2 separate regions of the Gossypium arboreum genome follow, and region 1 is linked to region 2. Evidence: chromatin contacts called from public Hi-C data. All regions are on one chromosome and are shown on one strand. The core of a region is the stretch at or near the end of the contact, and the rest is flanking DNA. Distances in the headings are between cores, read along the strand shown. Region 1 holds the start of LOC108480616 (purple acid phosphatase 8-like). Region 2 has its middle 36 kb from the start of LOC128282173.

Region 1 (5,293 bases), core at 2,273-4,772, 190 kb after region 2:
TTGGAATAGGGATGGGCAATCTGCAAATTGCTCCATATTATATAATATAATATGTAGTGTTGAATAATAATTGCAGTAGTTGATGAGTAGCCTCGTATCATTGCTCAATATTTTTAGTACTTATTGGGATTATTTGTGGGGTGGTTGGGGGCAAATTGGAGCTCCTCAAGATTTGGATAAGTGGTGAAAGAGATGAGAGCTGTGTGTTTCATGCACATTGCACAAGATTTTTCAAAGGAAGTCTCCAATGGAAATGGATAGGATAATAATATGCTCTGCAACCTCTTATTGTTAGTATTATATAGTCTTTTTCCATCCATGTGATCTTCATTCATCATGTCCTTTTCGCTTTTTTGCATTGAATTGAATTATCAAACAAAAACAGAAAACAGTACCTCATGTTCTTGCATTATGCTACCCCCAAGAATTTTCCAAGTCTGGTATATAAGTTAAAGGTTACATGTTGATGTTGATATGTGAAATTAACAAGAAAGGGGTGAAAACAAGTTGAATCTCTGCCGTAGTTGTGAGCAAGTGGCAATTTGTTGTTTATATACATAAACATTTTTTTGTTTGTTATTTTTTGCGATTTATTAGAATTTTGGCTCATAACATATAACTTTCCCTTTGAAAATTTACATTTTCATCTTTATATAATATTAATTTAATTTGGGAATTCAATTATAATTTTTTAGTTTTTATAATTTGATTATAAATTTTATTAGGTTAAAATTTCAAATCAACCAATTAAAAAACTTAAAAGTTTTTCAAGTACAATACAATTAAAGTACACATATAGATTCAAACAATTACAATCATCAAAATGTTACAAATAAACTATCTGAATAATCATATTGTAGAATCAAACTATCTAGACTAATTAGATTAAAACTCACTTATGATAATCGCACCTGAAGACCTACACATATAATTGCACATAAAAATTAAATTTCGAACCTAACTACTCAAGACCCAAGGCCTCCGTCTTCATCAATTAAGCCAAGGTCTCATTAGCTAAGCTATAACATTGATAATAATAAATCAATTTTATATTAAATTAAAGTAGAAGAAATAAAAATTATGTTATAATTAAACCAAAACTTTAGATGATTACTCTTAGTTAGAAATAACAAATGGGATGCAATACATTTGTAAATTTTTATTTGTAACGTATACAAAAATTCCATTAATTCGTATAAAGTGCAAAGGAAGAAATGCAAAATTAAAATAGATTATTATTTAACAATAAAATAAAAACTTTGTCCTCATATAAATTTATAACAATAAATCTATAATATTTTAGAAAGGAAAAAACCAAACACCACTGTTCAATTCTTTTATCTCTTTCCTTCTTTATTTTCAATTTAATTATGTCTTCACTTTGAATTTTTGAAATTTAACTTTTAGTTTAATTTTAATAATGTAGACTTTATAATTCAATTGACAAGGACTTTTGTTGATTTTAAATCAAAAGATTTTATTTAAAATTAAAATTCAATTAATTACACATATTCAAATCTTAAATAAGTGAATTAACAATGTTGATAAATAAAATTTTGAAATTAAACACAAGTAGATAGATTGAAATCCAAAATTTCAAAAAGTACAGGAATTGAAAAATAATTAAACCATTTACCAAAAAAGAAGAAGAAGAAGATGAAGAGAGTATATGACAAAGAAATAGGAAAATTCGTCGAAATTCCCAACAGATGGTCTCCTTCAAAAATGTTAGTTGATGGTTTCATAGGACCACAAATCAAAATGCATGAAATTGATAGAAGACTTAGTTATCAACATAAATATATTAAAGACAAATTTGTTTGCCCAGCAGTAAAGAGTTAGGATGATCCTTGTATGGGCATCAATAATATCATCTACTCATTATTAAAATAAAATAAAATTAAACAATCATTACCTGGTTCGTTGACGCTTGGTAGAATTATATATTATTAAATTTTGATACATTATATTTATGAGAGGGATCTAACATTTAAATGGTTTAACAATTTAAGCGTTATATTTTATACTCTAATCATATAGATTAAGAAAGTTTGACATAGATTAAAAATTTTAATTATTATTTTATTTAAAAAATTTAACCATTTAATATATATTAATATAAATAATATTTTAAATCAAAATATTGAATTAATTAAAAATTATGAATATGCTTGGAAGTGAATTTCTCCATATTTTTATATTGCATTATTTTATTATTTTAATTTATTTTGTGCAAGTTAATTCTGTTGTTTTGAGAACCATCAAGCCTGGTATTTTCTTTTCAGATTAAAACAATAAAAGAGGAAGTTAATAAAGAATCTTTTTCTTTTCTTTTCTGGAAGTGGAATAAAAAAGGAAGATGTTTTTGCCCGTGCTTTATTTCTTTTCAAAACTTTATTTGATATGATGCTAGCTTGAAAGGAATATATATATATATAATTAAATACTTCTGATGGTAACAATATACCTATACTTCATGTAAAGATTGTAATAAAGTAATAAATTATTAGAATTTTTTTATTTTAATCAAGTAATAAATATTAAATTGAAAGTATTTTTATATAAAATTTTAAATATATACATATTTATGATCAAGATTTGAATCCTATTTATCATAACATCAAAATTTTTAAATTTACCATTTCAATTAAAATAATATTTGAGTTCCATGTTAATTTTAATAAACATATTACGTGGATGTACCATAATCTAATATTTATATAATTGGTTTATATATTTTATTTCGATAATAATTTAATTAAATATATAATATTGTAATCACTCAAACAAAATCTTATTTAAAGTCAAATCCATTACATACCTTCACTAACTTGGGATGATAATAAAATAGGGATTAAAATTTTGAACCCCAAAAAACATCAACATTCATGGGTTATATAACAGCAGTGTAAAGTAAGGCCCTAGGAGTGGACATAATTGCATCATCAAATTCAATAGCCATTCAACTGGGAAAGGGTTTTAGTTTGTGGGAAAGGCACGTGAAGTGAGGCCACAGGAGTCGACATATTTTCCGATGCCACCAGCCATATGCTTCTTGTTGCTGTGTTATAAATGGTCACTGGTTCACTGTGTGTGATTGCATAGAGGTACTAGGAAAAACGAAGTCATGATTCATGAGAGACCACAAAATTAAACGTATCCTATTCCTTGATGTTTTACCAACTAACTAATTGTCAAACCTACCAAACATATGGATAAGTTAGAAGATAATTTGCTATTGGATTTAACCTTTAGATTTTTTTTTTTGAATTTTAAAATTTTAATTATGTAAATTTATTATTTTTCACAAAATTCCAGGCAATTTAATCAATAAATATAAGCATGAAATAGAGAACACACAACAGCTAATAGCAGATTTGAGGTAAAGTTAAAAGAGTAGGATGAAGGCAGAGCTAACTTAATTGGTGGATTTAAGACCAGTTTGGGCCATAAGGTTTGGTGGGTTATTGGTTCTTTCTTATTAATGTATGCTTTCATTCAGTCAATCTTATAGCCTTACGTCATTCTAAGGAATTTTCGTGGGACTTTTAAAATGATTTTTAATCCTACACTCGTAAAAACATATTATATGCTCCAACTGGTTACAAATAGCGTGGATAGAAGGACTCTTCATTTCATTTTCTACCTTGCCTTGCCTCCCTACTCTCACCTCATTTCACATAAATATGGTTGTTCCAACCAAAAAAGCTATGAACCAAAGGCTCGTGTCGTGGACGTTGGTTGTTGGGTTGTTTGTAATATCGTGTGTGGCAGAGCTTGAGCGGTTTGAACACGCAGGCAAACCAGATGGGTCTCTGAGCTTCCTGGTGGTCGGAGACTGGGGAAGGAGAGGACACTATAACCAATCTCAAGTTGCTTTTCAGGTCTTTTGCTTTTCTACTTTCTTAAAAGTTGTCATTAAATGTTTTATGAAAACGCAAGTAACGTTCTCCTCTTTCTTTCTGGTTGTTATTAAGAAGAAAATCATTTTGGTCCGAAGCTTTTTAGGAATTCCATCATCACTCGTCTTAAAATTTTATATCCAACAAAACTATCTACTAAAGTCCAATAGAATAAAATGAAGATGCCAATGAACATTGTTTTTACAGTCTAATCATTTTAAAAAACTTTTGGAATGGTATAATTCCAAATAAAATCCCAGATTCTTTTTCTTTTCTTCTTTTTACAGTTTAATATTCCTCAAGTGAGAACAGTGAGGGGAATGGACAAAGTTAGCCAGTTTCGTAAGTCTCTCACACGTTGATTGGGTTTCATATAGTTTGGACTAGAAAATTCCTGTTTCACTTTTGGCCGTTTCCAACCAATCACATCTCTACACCTATCCAAAATCACAATCCTAACTATACACGTATTGGAACCAAAAAATTTTAAAAAAACTTTATTATCACTCAATACAAATTTGGTGTTAAATAAATTCCTATATCCCATTTCCCTTGTAAAAATATTTTCACCTAACAATTCTTCTTTACATTATTTTAGGTTTAGTACCTCCCATATTATACATAAATTGGATCACTTTAGCCTTTGTAATTTTTTCCGTTTATGTTTATTTTGTTACACCATTCACAATTTCTATTAAGAAAAGTACCTAAGCGAATCAAACCTAAAGTGCAAAAACCTTACAAATAAAATTTTAAAACTTTCTAAAAACACCTAAAATTCTAAACAAACCTACATTTTTTTTAAATTTCAATTAAAAAAATGCATTTTAGATTTAACCTTAGACATGCATTTTTCCAGTTTGAATCTAGATGTGTATTTTAAAAATAATTTTATATATTTATATATTTCCAAAAAGATAACAATTTCAAAATAAATTCTAGATGTCCAATTTTACTTTTTTTTTGGAATTTTAGGTTTTTTAGATTATTTTTTTAAATTTTATGAAATTTATTTTTATAATTTTAAAATTAATTAATGAATCTTTAGTTTTAGGATTTTTAAGCTTTTTTTTTTTTTTGTCTTTTGGATTTTATGATTTTTTTTGAATTTATGATATTATTTTGAATTTTTTTCATCACAGTGGTATCACTTCATTGGTTTACTTAGTGCTTTTTGAAACAGTAACGGATAAATGGAAAGAAAGTATACGGGCTAAAATGACAAAAAAATTCTTTAAGTACCAATTTGATAATTTTTGTATAGTATAAGATCCAAAATAGGTAGTAAACCATTATTACAAATTACTCAAAGCAATTTTATTTTTATATAAAAACCATAAGATATATCGATAAAACATTGATTTTTAATTTAATGATAAAAATTTAATGGC
Region 2 (4,877 bases), core at 113-2,612:
TAAATATAATCTAAATTTTAAATGTTGTTATAAATGTGTTAGATGTTGTGGGTATCAACCACCTCTCTATAATATCTAAAATATTGACAAATTGTTATAGGAGAGCCGATTGTATCTAAATATTGGAAGGGTTATTAGTTATAACTAAAAAAAATAAGAATAAATTAAACAAATTTGTGCACCATTGTAATAAATTAAACAAATTTGTGCACCATTGTTTGCTGGTGATCTGGGTATTAGGAAGATCAACACCTTCAATGATGCCCTTCTCACCAAAATTGCATGGCACATAATGACTGATCACAATTGTTTCCTCACAAAGATTCTAAGAGCCAAATACTAATCTCCCTCTTGTTGATACTATTAAATTGTCTGTCCCAACATTTTAAGTTCATGCTTGTACTCTCCCCAGCATCAATATCTTGGATCAAAAGAAATCTCTCAATATCGTCGTCAATCATGATTGGGCCTCTGACCTCCGCAGCAGGACCCTTTCGATACAGGGTGGTAAAAAAAAATTTGTATGGAAATTTAACTTTAATGGTCGCTTTTGTGTGAAGAGTGTTTATGCCTGTGAGTGTCAATTTAATCCTTCAACTTCTGCAGCCTCACCCTCTAACAAAACATAGACTAATCTATAGAGGCTTAAACTCCCTTACAATATTACCATCTTCCTTTGGAAAATATGTACAAATTGCCTTCCAACCAAGGAGCTCTTCTCAAGACGCCTTTCCGATGATGATAACCTCTGTGTGTTGTTTTTTTTTTTTTTTTTTGCAAAGATGGCAGGGAATCCATTAAACAACTCTTCCTTCAATGCAGTTTCGATCGAGCAGTGGTTTGGTTCTTCTCTTGTCCTCTTATCCGACTGTCTCCGGATTTCTTCTCTATCATCCTGGTTTCTTCAGTGGCTCAACTCAAACAACATCAGCTCCATCGATTCAAAGAATTTTTACACTTATGCAGCATGCACTCTCTGGATAAATTGGAAATCAAGGAATCAACTCATTTTCAGAATGGTCGATCATTCTCCAGCAAGGGCAGTCATAAGGACCCAAAATCTCCATGATTCCATAATGAATGCCTTTCCCATTAACAACTTGCAAAGCCATCAGTTAAGAATTCCAAGATCGGACCTTATTGATAATCCTGTCTCAGAATGGGCACTCTCTCTTTGCATTGATCATTGCAGGCGAAATAGCATGAGTGGTGGAGCAGTTATCGCCCAAGACCACAGAGGCTCTCAACTCTTATCCATTCGAAGCTACAAGTTTGCCAGCAAAATACAAGCCAGACTTGTCACTCTTCGCTCTATCCTTATTATACTAAAATAAAGATCATAATATTTTTATGTGTGGGTTCTTTGGAAGTGACCCCAAAAAAAAAAGGGCTTAATATCATAAATGAGCGTAACAAAAGTAGAATGGCTGGCCCAACCAGCTTATGATGATATCAAATATATCTTCCAATTCGTCCGAGTTCAAGATGGGCCAATGGATAATATCCATTTATCTTGGGATTCATGTGCTTCAACTACTTGTATTAATTTTCCATTGCCTTAACACCCCCCCCCCCCCCCATGTTTTGTAATAAATAAATAAATAAAAAGATACTTATATTTCATTGCAAAAATCACTTTACGCTTTTACCAATTTAGCACCTTTTTTTTTTTTTAATCTATAATCAATAACTTTAGTTTTGAAAAAAATCCCAAATGGGATATCTGTTTAACACACTTATCATGAGTAATAATTTGAGGGCTGGCTGGCTTCTGGCTCATTGGATAAGTAGATGAGTTTTTCTTTTCCTTTACACAATAATAAATAGCATAATGTTTATCTGTTGAGAAGAATAACACAAATTTCAAATACAGATAATAAAATAAACCTGAAAAATATCAAAAAACAGTATGTCTAAAATTAGCCACATGTTAATCCATGTGTCTTGATTCAGTGCTCTATTCTTCTTTTCTCGTACACGCTATTTCCCTTAAAATTTACATGCAAAATATCCTTTAACGATAAAATATTATTATTATTATTATTTGTTCATTAAGCTGGGTTTTGATAGGTCTTTTCTCTTTTCTAATATGTTTTCTTTATTGATTTATTGAGATGCTGATTTTGTATTTTTAAATTTCCATTTTGATAGTTAAGAAGTCTGTATTTGTTTGCATGATTAAATTTTTTTCCACCTATTAGATGTAATTTTCATATTTTTCTTTTAAAATAAAATAAACAAATTTGAAAATAATCCCAACTATTATCTCTGGCTTGGGATTTGTATACTGATTATAAAAACCATATCAAATATATATATATATATATATATATATATATATATAACACTTAGGTTAGAATAGAAAAGTTTATGGTACGTGGTAAATTAGTTTTTAGATTTCATCTTTTTATTGTTGTGTTCATAACTTTTATCATTTTTTATAATTGATTTAATATATAATAACAATTTACGTTAATTATACGTAGATTTTGGCGATGGTAAGAGATAGTTCTTCAAAGAGACATAGAAATGAATCGTCATGTGAATCAATAAATTTGTTTAATATAGATCCTTATTTTGTAGCATATGTTTTATTATGACAAAGTCTTGTAATTTATTTATTTATTTATTTAGGATTGTTTTCTTATATGATTATAATTATAAACTTACTTCTATGATTACAGTGTTGATAAAATGACCTTTCTTCAAGAAGAAGGATAATTGAGTCTAGAGATTTCTACAAGACAGAGCCGAAAAATTATCAATCCTTTGATATTATTTCAAATATCTCAAAAAAAAAAGTTTTAAATATTTTAAAATTAATTTAATTGAACTAACTTTTGAAAATGCTATTTTAACTAAAATACTCATATTAAACATTATCCGAGATTGCAACTTAGATTTTGTTTAGAGAATATGCATCAACATCATAAAAAGATAGAATTGAAATTGAATACCAAGATGTGCACTATGTTGCTCAAACTAAAAAACACAATAAGCAGAATCATTTATTTTATAAAGAATGAATAGGTTTCCTAAGATTATTACCCTTTTGCATCATACATTTTAAATAACTTAATCCTTTTTCATTTCCATTATATACTTTATTTATTATTAATTTAATACGATGCTTCATATTCCGTTAAAATCAAATTTAAAATAAAATTACTGTCAATTATTTTATGTTCTACATAATAGTTATAAATTTTAACTTAACTTGCTACAATTTGGACCTATCAAATTTCTTATTTAAAAATATATCTGCGAATTAAATATGCATTGTAAATAAAATATTTAATAACTATAACACACTTTTGAAGCTAATTATATTACCTACTTAATTTATATTTTAAAATATTAGGGTTAGGGTTTAAAGAAAAATTATTTGTGGTAAAATATTTTTTGTAGAAATTATAATTTAAATATATAATAATCAATATTGCAAACGTAATTTAAGTTATTATCAAATTCTACCATTTCATGAATATATATATATATATATATATATATATTACCATAAAACTAAATTCAAAATATATTATTAATTTTTGTTTTCTTTATACCAAACTTTAAACATTTTAAAATAAAAATTAATTAAGTCTATAAGTCAATATTAACCCATGCATTACAATAATAATATTTATTAAAATATAAATTTTTTAATATATTTAATTTAAACATAAATTAATCCATGGACATGAGTAATTGACAATTCAAATTTCATATTACCTCCATTCTTATCATATACAATTATTCATTACTTCTAATGAAAATATAAGATAATTTAAATAGTTACAGTCAAATCATATATTTTTTTACCAAGGCTTTCACAATTAGACTGGTAGTCAAATCAATCAGATCACCGTTCTTAATTCAATCGATTCATCTAGTTTAATTAAATAAGTATTAAAATTGAAAAATAAAAAATAGAGAAAATTGATTTAATTGGCAGTTTCATCGATTTTTAGCTTGATTCAACTAGTTTCAAATGTTTTCTTGGTTAACCGATCTAACTCCTTTTTTTAGACCGATATGCCAACTTAGAGGTGAGCATTCGATCAAATCGAATGAAAAAGTTTCAAGCTAATCAAGTTGACGAATCTTATTTTATCATCCTAACTCTATTTGAAATTTTCTCCAATCGAGTCGAGTGAGATGGAATTCAAATCGAATATATTTATTCGAGTTAAATTTAAAAAAATGATTTTGAGTCCTTGCAATCGCTGTCACCTAACATAATAAAATTTTTCCACCATAATCAAATTTGTTATTAATTTTCATCCCCTCATAATTTATTTATTAATTTTTTATATACGGGTTAGCTTCTTTGCTTGCTTAGTTGCTTCAGTTATTTTCGATTCTTGTCACTATGTGTTTTTAAATTAAAAAATGATATTTTTAAATAAAATTTATCTTAAAGATAAAATGTGATATTGATACCAACGTAAAATTTAACATGAATATTTTATAGCACAATCAATAATTCAATTTTAACAAAAATTTATAAAAATTCAATATGATTAAACAATTTAATAATATAAATAGTACAAAATGTGAAATTTAATTTAATAAAATAAATAGTAGATATAAATAAAATTATTACTATTTAGGTTTAGGGATTTTTTGAATAATTTTAATTTTGATTTGGTGGTAAAGGTGAGAAGTAAAAGTTTAGGGGAACATAAAAAGTTTTGGGGATTGAGGGTAAAATGGGGGAATATTAAAAAAATTGGGGCAGGGGAATGGGTTTGGGGTAGAAGGGGGTGAGATAGGAGAGGAATAAAAGTTTTGGGAAAAAATAAAAATTTTTAGTGGTTGAGGGAGTAAAATTTTGGGGGAAAAATAAATGGGAGAGTAAAATTTTGGGGAGAAATATT

Evidence for each region. Hi-C and Micro-C count contacts between places; a contact is called where the count stands out from the background.
Region 1: a Hi-C map of leaf shows a contact between it and region 2, with 2.3 times the contacts expected there. The contact joins the promoter of LOC108480616 here to the enhancer-like site in region 2. A contact is called at or near these places in 2 of 5 Hi-C or Micro-C datasets (both in leaf).

What each region holds. Positions count from the first base shown.
Region 1 is chr1:45,568,530-45,573,822 of ASM2569848v2, forward strand. It overlaps LOC108480616 (purple acid phosphatase 8-like), which reads left to right and starts at 3,523. Exons shown (of 6, transcript XM_017783665.2): 1 at 3,523-3,884. The coding sequence starts at 3,687.
Region 2 is chr1:45,377,394-45,382,270 of ASM2569848v2, forward strand. No RefSeq gene overlaps it. Among protein-coding and RNA genes, the nearest start is that of LOC128282173, 36 kb to the right of the region's middle. Within about 2 kb of position 1,363, at least 1 of the 2 cell types and tissues checked has an H3K27ac peak or open chromatin away from gene starts, as enhancers often do. A contact at or near this core is called in leaf, where this site is marked.